2 separate regions of the Mus musculus genome follow, and region 2 is linked to region 1. The links are chromatin contacts, called in public Hi-C maps. All regions are on one chromosome and are shown on one strand. Each heading gives the region's core, a stretch centred on a gene start, on an enhancer-like site or on the middle of the called end of the contact. The rest is flanking DNA. Distances are from core to core; before and after follow the strand shown. Region 1 overlaps Cyp39a1 (cytochrome P450, family 39, subfamily a, polypeptide 1). Region 2 has its middle 9.2 kb from the start of Gm41581.

Region 1 (5,143 bases), core at 1,963-4,462:
GCCTGTGTTTCGGCAGAAGGTGGGGAAAATGGTGGACAGCTCTGAATCATCCAATTTGAAGAGATAATTAGAAAGAAGGTTGTGAGAGGTAGAGCAGTGGGGTATTCCCCTGTTCCAGGCTCTCTGTATTCTAGGGCAGGCGTCACTGTACTTTCAAGAGAAGGGGAAGGAAGAAGAAAAGCACAAAGCAAATCCCCTGGAAAGTTAAAGCTCCCATTCTGACACAGCCCACACGTTCCTTCTTGACTTTCGAAATCCTGGGCGCTCACTTCTGTTTGCTCTCCTGCACAGAGGCAAACATTCTATATTCACAGGCCATCTTGCTTAAGACAGTTAAAGTTGAAGTGTGTGCATTAAGGTTAGTGTCCATGAAGAACAGCGGCTGGCAGTAAAATCACGTGACATAACCTCTGAAAAGCAGGAGCTGGTGTCACAACACCTGGCAGTGATTCCTATGAAAGCTGAGCCTAGAAATCTAGTTCCTAAGTTTTATAGCAATTTCCCTTAAAAAAAAAAAGCCCAGTGAATAAAATGTTAGTATTTTACACTTAATTCTCCATGTTAATGAATGCATATGGTGTATTTGTGTGTGTGTGTGTGTGTGTGTGTGTGTGTGTGTGTGTGTGTGTGTAAGCATGTTATTGTTTTTATCTGGACTTTTATATGGCATGAACCATAATCCAGAAACGGAGGACATCAGTCATCAGTTTTTGATCTAGGTTGTGAAGAATTGTGGCCATAAAAAGCTCAGGTCCAAGCATGGTGGTATACATCCTTAATCCCAGGAGACAGAAGCAAGCAGATGTCTGAGTTCAAGGTCAGGCTAGGAAAGAGAAAGTCCCAAGTAGCAAAAATCTTAGATCTAGGCCTGGTGGTATATGACTTCAAATCCAGAATTCAGGACACAGAGTCACACAGATCTCTGAGTTCAAGGTCCATCTATAGAGTAAGTTCCAGGCTAGGCAGTGAAGGAGTTGGAAAATGGAATGCTGATGATAATACACTAGACCAAGGGGGCCATGGTCCAGCCCCAGCAAGCAGCAGAACTTTGCAGCTTCAGGCGTGTCGCTCTGGCTTTAGAGTAAGAATAGAAGGAACTACTGGGAAAATTGATGCTGGTTAGCTGGAGCTAAGAAATTAGCCGTGATTACGAGACCAGCATCATTGAGGTGAAATCTTCTGGGAAGTGTTTTCTGAGAACACAAAGAAAGCTGTGTTCCAGAGATATCCAAGATTGTACCTCATGCTGAAGCTAGAGGTGGTAATGTGTAAGAGTCACCCAGGTGGCACTAGTTTGAAGGCATGAAGGGGTCATGGAGAGCAACTGAGCCTTGGCACATTGAGAGGCCATGGAAGGGCATTGGTGAAGGTGCGGCCTCATTTGCAGTTGACAGCCCAGGACTAAAGGGGTCATGCAAAAGATGTGAGGCTTGGCACCATGAAGAGAGCCTATGAGAGGCTATTGGCGAAGTGTAGTTGCAGTGGAGGATTCCAGCAAATTGGAGACACTAGTTTCGTGGAATGGTCAACAAGAAAAGCAGCAGCAGTGGAGTGGAGTCAGCAGAGCTTAGAGTGTTACAGAAGGCAGAGCTGGAGAAGTGACTCACATCCTTTGGAGGAGCCCAGAAGATCATGCATGGATCCCAGACACTGGAACAAGAGACTATAAAGCTGAAGTTACCTTGGATACCCCAAGATGGTTGAGACCGCAGAGCCATGAGCTATCTGTTGAGACAAGCTGCTAACTACGATTGGAACCAGCACAACAGGAAGAAGTTGCTGCAGCCAACAAAGATGAAGGGAATTGTAATCTGAAGAGTCACAGAGATGCAGAGGTTTGGAGTTTGCCCAGCTGGTTTCCTGTTTTGCTTTGGTCCACTATTTCTTCACTATGCCATTTTAGGATGGCAATGTATATCCTGTGATGTTGGAAGTATATGATCTGCCTTTTGATTTTGATTTTTTTTTAAGGGATTGCAGTTAAGAGATTGTATGAATCTCAGAGGAGCCCTTGAACTGTGGACTTTCAAACTGTTGAGACTGTTATAGATTATGGGACTTCTGAAGTTGAACTAAATGTTTTAGCATTATGCTATGGCTAAGTATGCCCCACCCCCGCCCCCCGCCCATAGACTCACGTGTTTGAACTAACCTATGGGGCCAGGAGTGGAATGTGGTGGTTTGAAAATGCTTTTCCCCTAGGAAGTGGCACTACTGGGAGGTGTAGCTTTGTTAGAGGAAGTGTGTCACTGTGGGGGTGGGCTTTGAGGTCTCCTATATATGATTAAGTCTGGCCAGAGTCAGTCTTCTCCTGTCTGCCTTGGGATCAAGACATAGAACTCTCAGCTCCTCCTGCACCATGCCTGCTTGGTGTTGCCCTGCTTCCGACCATGATAATGGACTGAACCTCTAAACCTGTAAGCCAGCCCCAATTAAATGTTGTCCTTTATAAGAGTTGCCTTGGCCATAGTGTATCTTCACAGCAGTGGGAACCCTAACTAAGACAGCCCATTATCATGCATGGATGTCTGCATGGCTGGAGTCCTGGGCTGAAGTTTTCAGTCTGTGTGTGTTCCAAAATGGCACAATTTTAGCTTTAGGGCTAAGGAGAAAAAGATAAAATTACATATTTAGCCTGGGAAAGATGCAATTTAGGCCAGATGAAACCTCTTGCTTTTGTAAATACTTAGATACAGTGTTCAGGGCTGGTGTTGCAATAAACATCTGTGTAGTTTATTGTGGCCTAGGCCCAGCCCAGCTTATATAGGCCAGGCTAGCAAAGGAAAATGAGCCCTGTGAAAGATTTCCTATATGATATGCATTAGTCTCTAAATCCCCATATTAGATTCAGGTTATCAAATTTCAAGTAGGAATAGAGACTTTTTAATAAACTAAGTCTCCTCTAATCATAACTCCTCTAGCGTAATCTTGGCTCTATTACTTGACTTTTTTCTTCATAATTTGGGCCAATTTGTCACATAAAGAATCAAAAAGATTCATTCCAATCATAACTCTGGTTAACAGCCCTGGCTAGCTGGGGAAGAATAATGAGTAAGATTATGAAGTCAGCTGAAGAGGAATGATGGCATCTTTCAAGAATGCTGTTATTGGCTGCCAAGAGCACAGGGGAATGCATCCAAGTGGAGAGAAGCTGAGTTAGTGTGCAAGTGACGCTGGACCACTAGATGGAGTTAGTGCAAATGTTGGGATATACTAAAATAGGAACGCTGAGCTAATGGAGCCAGGGAGGGCAGCACCATTGTCACCTACAGTGTCAGCCTGGGGCTGGGCTTCATTTGGATTTTGCTAGTTTGCAGACATGTTTATATTTATTATCCAAGTCAAGGGCCACCCTACAGTGTTAGTACGCTCCATTGGGCTCGCTGTCCCATCCTAATGCAATGGAGCCCAAAAGAAAAACAAAACAAACAAGCATAAAAATATTATTAGCTGTGGTTAAGATATCTCGTGTTTTCAAACTCACAAATTTCATGACTAAGTGGATGAAAATTCACAGCTCTACCTCTGACTCTAAACCAACAGACTTTTTTTTTTTTTCTTTTAAGATTTCTTTTTAGTCTTATGCTGGTGTATGGGTGTGTGCTCATGAACTGCAGGTACCCACAGAGTCCAGAAGAGGGCATTGCACACCCTGGAGTAGAAGGTAAAAGGAACTTGTGGATCAACTGTTGTGGTACTGCGAATGGTACTCACGACTTCTGTAAGAGCAGGGAGGGCTCTTAACCATGGAGATATCTCTCCAGCCCTCATGTGAGCATTTCTGCATGCATGGCTTATGACTTGTACTTCAAGGAAAAGAAATCAGTCCTACCTAGGTGTATTTGTGTTAATGAATCCTCTTCCTTGTAAATCAACCGGGGTTCAGGGAGGGAATAGACTCAACAAGTTATTCTTGGTAATAAAGAAATAAACATGTATACACAAATGCATATATGCATGCAATAACAGTTGAAGAAGTCAGGAATTTGAAGGAGAGTGAAGGGGGCTATGGGAGGGCTTGGAGGGGGAAAGGTTGTAATTAAATTAGAATCATAAAATTAAACAATAAATCTCATTGTGGAATAACAATAAGATTATAGGTAGAAAGAGAAGGTTCTGTGAATGCATGGGTCCATGGTTATAAATTGAAGCAAATACATAAAAATGTTGATGAAATAAAACATAAGATGTGTGTAGGGGAAAAAAATATCGAACTCTGGTAATTTTTATCCGCCCGCTGTCTGCTTGTTGTTAAGACTGAGCAAGCACTGCTGACGGGCAAATTCCCAGCGAGGAACTCCTAAATGAAGAAAGAAAATGGCTTCTAACACAGTGCACACAGAAACTAAAGATTAAAAGCGCAGGTTGGTTTAGGTGGCCTGCCAAGGAACGGGCGTGCACCTGCTGACCTGACTAGGCGTCTGAGGACCAGCGGTACTTCACTGCTACCTGGAGAAGACAACGCAAGGTGAAGTGAACAGATAGTTCAGGAAGCATCGAAACATGCATGTCAGTGTTCCACCAGGATGCGGAAAGCAGACCCCAGTGGTGGGCGAGTGGGAAGCTACTCAGACAAACTGACAGCCGCGCTGGTGGTACAGCCTCTGCTCCCAGCACTTGGAAGGAGTCCTGCAAATCAGAGGTGAGCCTAGGCTAGCCTGGGATACACAGAAAACCCTATCTCAAAAACAAAGCAAAACAAAAATGTACGTTTAAAAGAATAAATAATAACATAATTTAATATATAGTTTAACTTAAAGCCAAGAGTTAAGTAATTTAATTTTATTCTTCAGTTGTGTAGGCAAAGCAATGCACACCCTTCTGAGAAGAGGTGAAACTTCACAGGAGATAGATATTTGGGGGAAACTTCATTGAAACAGAGAATCCGTGGCTGGAGAGATGGCTAAGTGGTTAAGAGCACTGCCTGCTCTTCCAGAGGTCATGAGTTCAATTTCCAGCAACCACATGGTAGCTCTCAACCATCTGTAATTGGATCTGATGCCCTCTTCTGGTGTGTCAGTGAAAGGATGCTCATATGCATTAAATAAATACATTTTTTAAAAAAGAAAAAGAAAAGGAACAGAGAATCCAAGTCTCATTGAACTATCACTTTGTAGATTCTTTAATTAAAAAAAAATAACGA
Region 2 (4,872 bases), core at 585-3,084, 47 kb before region 1:
TTGCTCACACCCCATTGGTCAGAACTCAGTCACTGGTCATGCGGAACTACAAGGGAATCTGGGAAATCTACTCATGCCACAGTTTGAAGTGGTCAAGCGCCTTCGGTCGGTAGGAGCATTTGGGGAGATCCCATGCAATGGGAAAAGGCACCTTGTTCTGCAGAGGAAAAACAGGTATAGAAAAAAGTGGCTCCATACCAGAGGCACAGAGGGTCTGCAGCGTGAAATGTTGCCTCTCTGGGTTAAAAGATGCAGTGGGGATATACACATACACGTACACATACACATACACTTACACTTACACATACACATGCACTTACACATACACTTACACATACACTTACACTTACACTTACACATACACTTACACATACACTTACACTTACACATACACATGCACTTACACTTACACATACACATGCACTTACACATATACTTACACATACACTTACACATACACTTACACATACACATGCACTTACACTTACACATACACTTACACTTACACATACACTTACACATACACTTACACATACACATGCACTTACACTTACACATACACATGCACTTACACATATACTTACACATACACTTACACATACACATGCACTTACACTTACACATACACATGCACTTACACATACACATACACTTACACAGTCACATGCACTTACACTTACACATACACATGCACATACACTTACACATACACATGCACATACACATACACTTACACTTACACATGCACATGCACTTACACTTACACATACACATGCACTTACACATACATTACACATATACATATATGTGTGTTTATACATATATATACATATATCTGACTGCAGATGCCCCACTGGTTACACTATCTCCTATATATTCAGGAAGTTATGGCTAGGACACTGTAGGACACTGAGCACTGAAGGGAGCACAACTGTTCAGCCACTCTGTCCTGCACAGCAGCAGTTCCTTAAAGCATCCCCTGTGCATACAGATATCTGCATTCTGTTGCTGTCTAAATTGAGAAAGGATGAAACCTACTCATATACCTTTAGGATGTATGCTAATATTTCCCAAAAATCTCAGGGCAGGATGAGAGAGAGAGGATGGGGGGAGGGAGAGAGAGACAGAGAAAGAGAGAGAGAGAGAGAGAGAGAGAGAGAGAGAGAGAGAGAGAATACAAGAAGCTGGAAGTAACAGATGGTTATTGTGGATGCAAGCAGAGAGCTGAGCTAGTCTAGTGAAGGAATGATTCACAAGAATGAATTTTCTAGAAGGATGTCTGGAAGGTGAAAATACCATTCACTTTCCCTGTAACTATACCTAATGGTCAGGCACTAGCCAGGTTGATCACTGCCACCTGGCAGTTAAGTCGGCAGCTATTGGGATGCAACTGTGTGCAAACCCTGTGGCATGGACTGCACTTCCTCTCCCTGACTCAGAAGATCCGAAGATGATTCCCATGGGAGGCGACAGAATGTGAATGGAATTTAGTAGCTGCTCTCAGAGTGAAATCACTGCAAAAGCTTGACAACACAAGCTGGAAGGAGAGAGTTATTTTCACGACCGTATCTCTTCTCCATGGTGTGCTGGCTTCCTAGTAATGACAGGGAGATGAAGAAAATACTTGAAAAAAATGGACTTTAAAATTGAATCAGAATCACACTGCTTTGGGAAGGAAGAAGGAAAGGAGGGAGGAGAAGGAAGGAAAAGGAAGGAAGGAAGGAAGGAAGGGAGGGCAGGCTTTGGGAGGACTTTTGATTTACACACAAGGTGATAAAACCATGACTAACAACAAGAAGCTGTGGTGATGGTGGTGTGATCTAACCTAACAGTTCCCAGCAAGGGCAGCAAGGAGGCAGTTCTAGGCAGAAAATATAGAAGCAGCCACACCCGGCCTAGTTCACTTGGTAGCTGGCAGCCCAGCTATTACAAAAACATCTGTATCCCAAGACTTCACACTGACCATCTGCCCAGGTCCCAGAGCCTCCCAACCAAATATACAACTTGTATAAGATTCATCCAAAGACCGAGGAAGCCCTGTGGCAGGCCCTACTTTTGTAGGCCTCAGCTCATTGACAAATCAAGGAAGTATCAAAGCACCATAAATGGAGTCAGCCATGTTTGTGCATGCCTGTAATGTCTGGATTTGGGATGCGGGCACGGGAGGATCAGTAGTTCAAAGGCAGCATCATCAGATAGTCAGTTTCGTGCCAGACTGGACAACAGGAAATGCTATCTAACAATGATCAAATCCAGACATCAAAGAAGTAGAGATTCAATTCCAACAGTCAAACACAAATCCCTTTCTTCTCTTTCCACTCTCATAAATTTTATGTATGAAAGAATTCATTCTTGTACATTTCTCTGCATGGCTAAATCTTATCTTTGTGGCCTAATATATAAAGGGAACACGACAGTTTGTTTAACTAGTAAATATAACTTAAAAATCTGTAATTAGGGGCTGGAGAGATGGCTCAGTGGTAAAGGTCCTCGTCCAAAGGACCAGAGTTTGGTTCCCAGCACCCATGGGGCAGCTCAAAACTATAACTTTAGTTTCAGGGAATCTGACACCCTCACACACACATACAAGCAAGAACTATAACAATGTATATAAAATAACAAAATAAAAATAAGATATTAAAGATTGTATTGAAAAATCTATAATTAATAACTTTTTTTTCCTTTCAGGCAGTTAAACAGAGCTCTAGGGTGGTTTGGATGAAAATGTCCCCTGTGGGCTCAGGTATTTGAATATGGTCACCAGTTGGCGCCAGTGTTTGGGAAGTGGTGCAGCATTTGTCAGAGGAAATATGTTACTTCGGGTGGGTGTACTCTCTCTGTTTTCTGTCTGCTGTTTAAGATAAGAACTCTCAGCTTCCTACTCCTGAAGCCCTGGTTCCCTGCTATGACGGAGTCTCATCCCTCTGGAACCATAAGCCGAAATAAACCCTTCCATGTATAAGTTACTTTGGTCATAGTGTTTTATCACAGCAAGAGAAAATTAAGCAATGTAATAAGCTCTTCAAATTATTTTAGTAGATTCACACATATACATTCACATGTTCATGTACATGACCCAGAAATACAGACAGATGCATACTGGGTAGCTCTCATTATCATCTTCATTTTGCCAGGGTTTAAGCAGTTTGTCATATGCATCCAAGGGCAAGAAAAACAGAGGCTATAACATAAAGTCCCTGCAGATTCTGGAAAGCCAAGATTCACCTTTCCCTAGGCAAGTGCTCTTATTGCCAGTGCCTCTCTCAAGCAGTCAGACAGCCGAGGCCTCCAGTTGGATCCAATCCAATTACTTATAGGACTCAATGCAGTCTTGGAGCTACTCCAGTCTTTACAGTGGCTTCTAATGCTTGCTGGTCTCTTTCCAGTACAGATGAGCACAAGACTCAGAAGCCAAAAAGATTTGATGCTTACTACAGAGCACCCATGCTAAGAGGAAACCAACTCCTTAAGACAGAGGGACCCAAGGGGGCCAGAAGAACCTCTCCTGCATCCCTCAAGGACTCTTGGGAGTTATCAGCACTTCCTTTCTGGCTCCTCATCTGCTCCACCATCTCTGAGACTGTTAGGAGATTCCAACAAACATGATTTTGTAGCTCTTGGTGTGAGTGGCGATACTACGAGCAGATAGAAGTCTGGATTGCAAGCTGTACAGGATGCTGTGTTCCACCACCACACAGCTCATACCTGTCTTATCTGGCCACTTACAAAGTTCGTCTTAGACTCAGCAAAACATTCTCTTGTTCATCATGAGTGGAGAAATCCTTAGGCCCATGCTTAAAACACTATGAAGGCAGCTTCAGCCAAACCTAAAAAGGCTCCATGTGGCGGCCACCATGCTGACAATGGTGTGGTGGATCTAAGCAAGGCACTAACGGATCTGAGAAAGGCAAGGAGCAGAACTCATCAGATGTCTCTGTGCCCCTGTGCCAAGTCCCCTCAGCCTCAGCCCAGTTCACGGATTCAGAAAATCCAGACAAGCTCAGGCTCATCTGCTTACTACGATGGCGAGCTGGAGAGTAACTACCCATGCAAAGCTGTAGAGCCTGCAGGCTCCTGCCCTCAGAGCACAGCTTAACAGTCGCCGCTCAGTGTTCAGTCTCCGCGCCTCTTACCCTTCAGCTGAACAATGGCTGGAGACTTCTCAGCTTGTCCCAAACTGAACCCTTGATGCTACACATACAGCCTGCTGATACAGGCCTTGGGCTTATTAGCTTCCTGCCCTTTGTCTCCTGCCTCCCAAGTAAACTATCTGCATACAAGTCAGTCTCAGGCTCTGACTCCAGGAAACTCCAGTTAATACAAGAATATTACATATGATAAAAAAAAATTGGCAAATACAGAAGTGGATGTTCACAGTCAGCTATTGGATGGATCACACGGCCCCCAATGGAGGAGCTAGAGAAAGCACCCAAGGAGCTGAAGGGATCTGCAACCCTATAGGTGGAACAACAATATGAACTAACCAGTATCCCCAGAGCTCGTGTCTCTAGCTGCATATGTAGCAGAAGATGGCCTAGTCGGCCATCATTGGGAAGAGAGGCCCCTTGGTCTTGCAAACTTTATATGTCCCAGTACAGGGGAACGCCAGGGCCAAGAAGTGGGAGTGGGTGGCTAGGGGAGTAGGGCCGGGGGAAGGATATAGGGAACTTTTGGGATAGAATTTGAAATGTAAATAAAGAAAATATCTAATAAAATTTTTTAAAAAGTGAAAAAATACCCAGTGAAATATATATTTAAGAAAGCATGGGATCTCCAAATACTGACTTCATTATTTCACACGCCTACAGATTTCCTTTTCTACAACGGTTCTTATAGAACATAGACATATGAGCGAACAATAACCCTTATGAA

Evidence for each region. Hi-C and Micro-C count contacts between places; a contact is called where the count stands out from the background.
Region 2: a contact with region 1 is called in a Hi-C map of the C2C12 cell line, with 2.8 times the contacts expected there. The contact joins two enhancer-like sites. A contact is called at or near these places in 6 of 39 promoter capture datasets (the 3T3-L1 cell line, embryonic stem cells, hippocampal neurons and 1 more), 2 of 15 datasets of contacts at CTCF or cohesin (embryonic stem cells and large pre-B cells), 11 of 484 Hi-C or Micro-C datasets (the C2C12 cell line, cerebral cortex, cranial neural crest and 5 more), 3 of 115 datasets of contacts at active chromatin or transcription factors (embryonic fibroblasts, embryonic stem cells and heart atrium) and 1 of 9 other capture datasets (embryonic stem cells).

Annotation. Positions count from the first base shown.
Region 1 is chr17:43,705,425-43,710,567 of GRCm38.p6, reverse strand. The region is part of intron 7 of Cyp39a1 (cytochrome P450, family 39, subfamily a, polypeptide 1); the gene reads right to left. Among named protein-coding and RNA genes, the nearest start is that of Gm25783, 9.6 kb to the right of the region's middle. Within about 2 kb of position 3,212, at least 27 of the 459 cell types and tissues checked have an H3K27ac peak or open chromatin away from gene starts, as enhancers often do. A contact at or near this core is called in the C2C12 cell line, embryonic fibroblasts and muscle stem cells, where this site is marked.
Region 2 is chr17:43,751,458-43,756,329 of GRCm38.p6, reverse strand. No RefSeq gene overlaps it. Among named protein-coding and RNA genes, the nearest start is that of Gm41581, 9.2 kb to the right of the region's middle. Within about 2 kb of position 1,834, at least 25 of the 459 cell types and tissues checked have an H3K27ac peak or open chromatin away from gene starts, as enhancers often do. A contact at or near this core is called in the C2C12 cell line, embryonic fibroblasts and muscle stem cells, where this site is marked.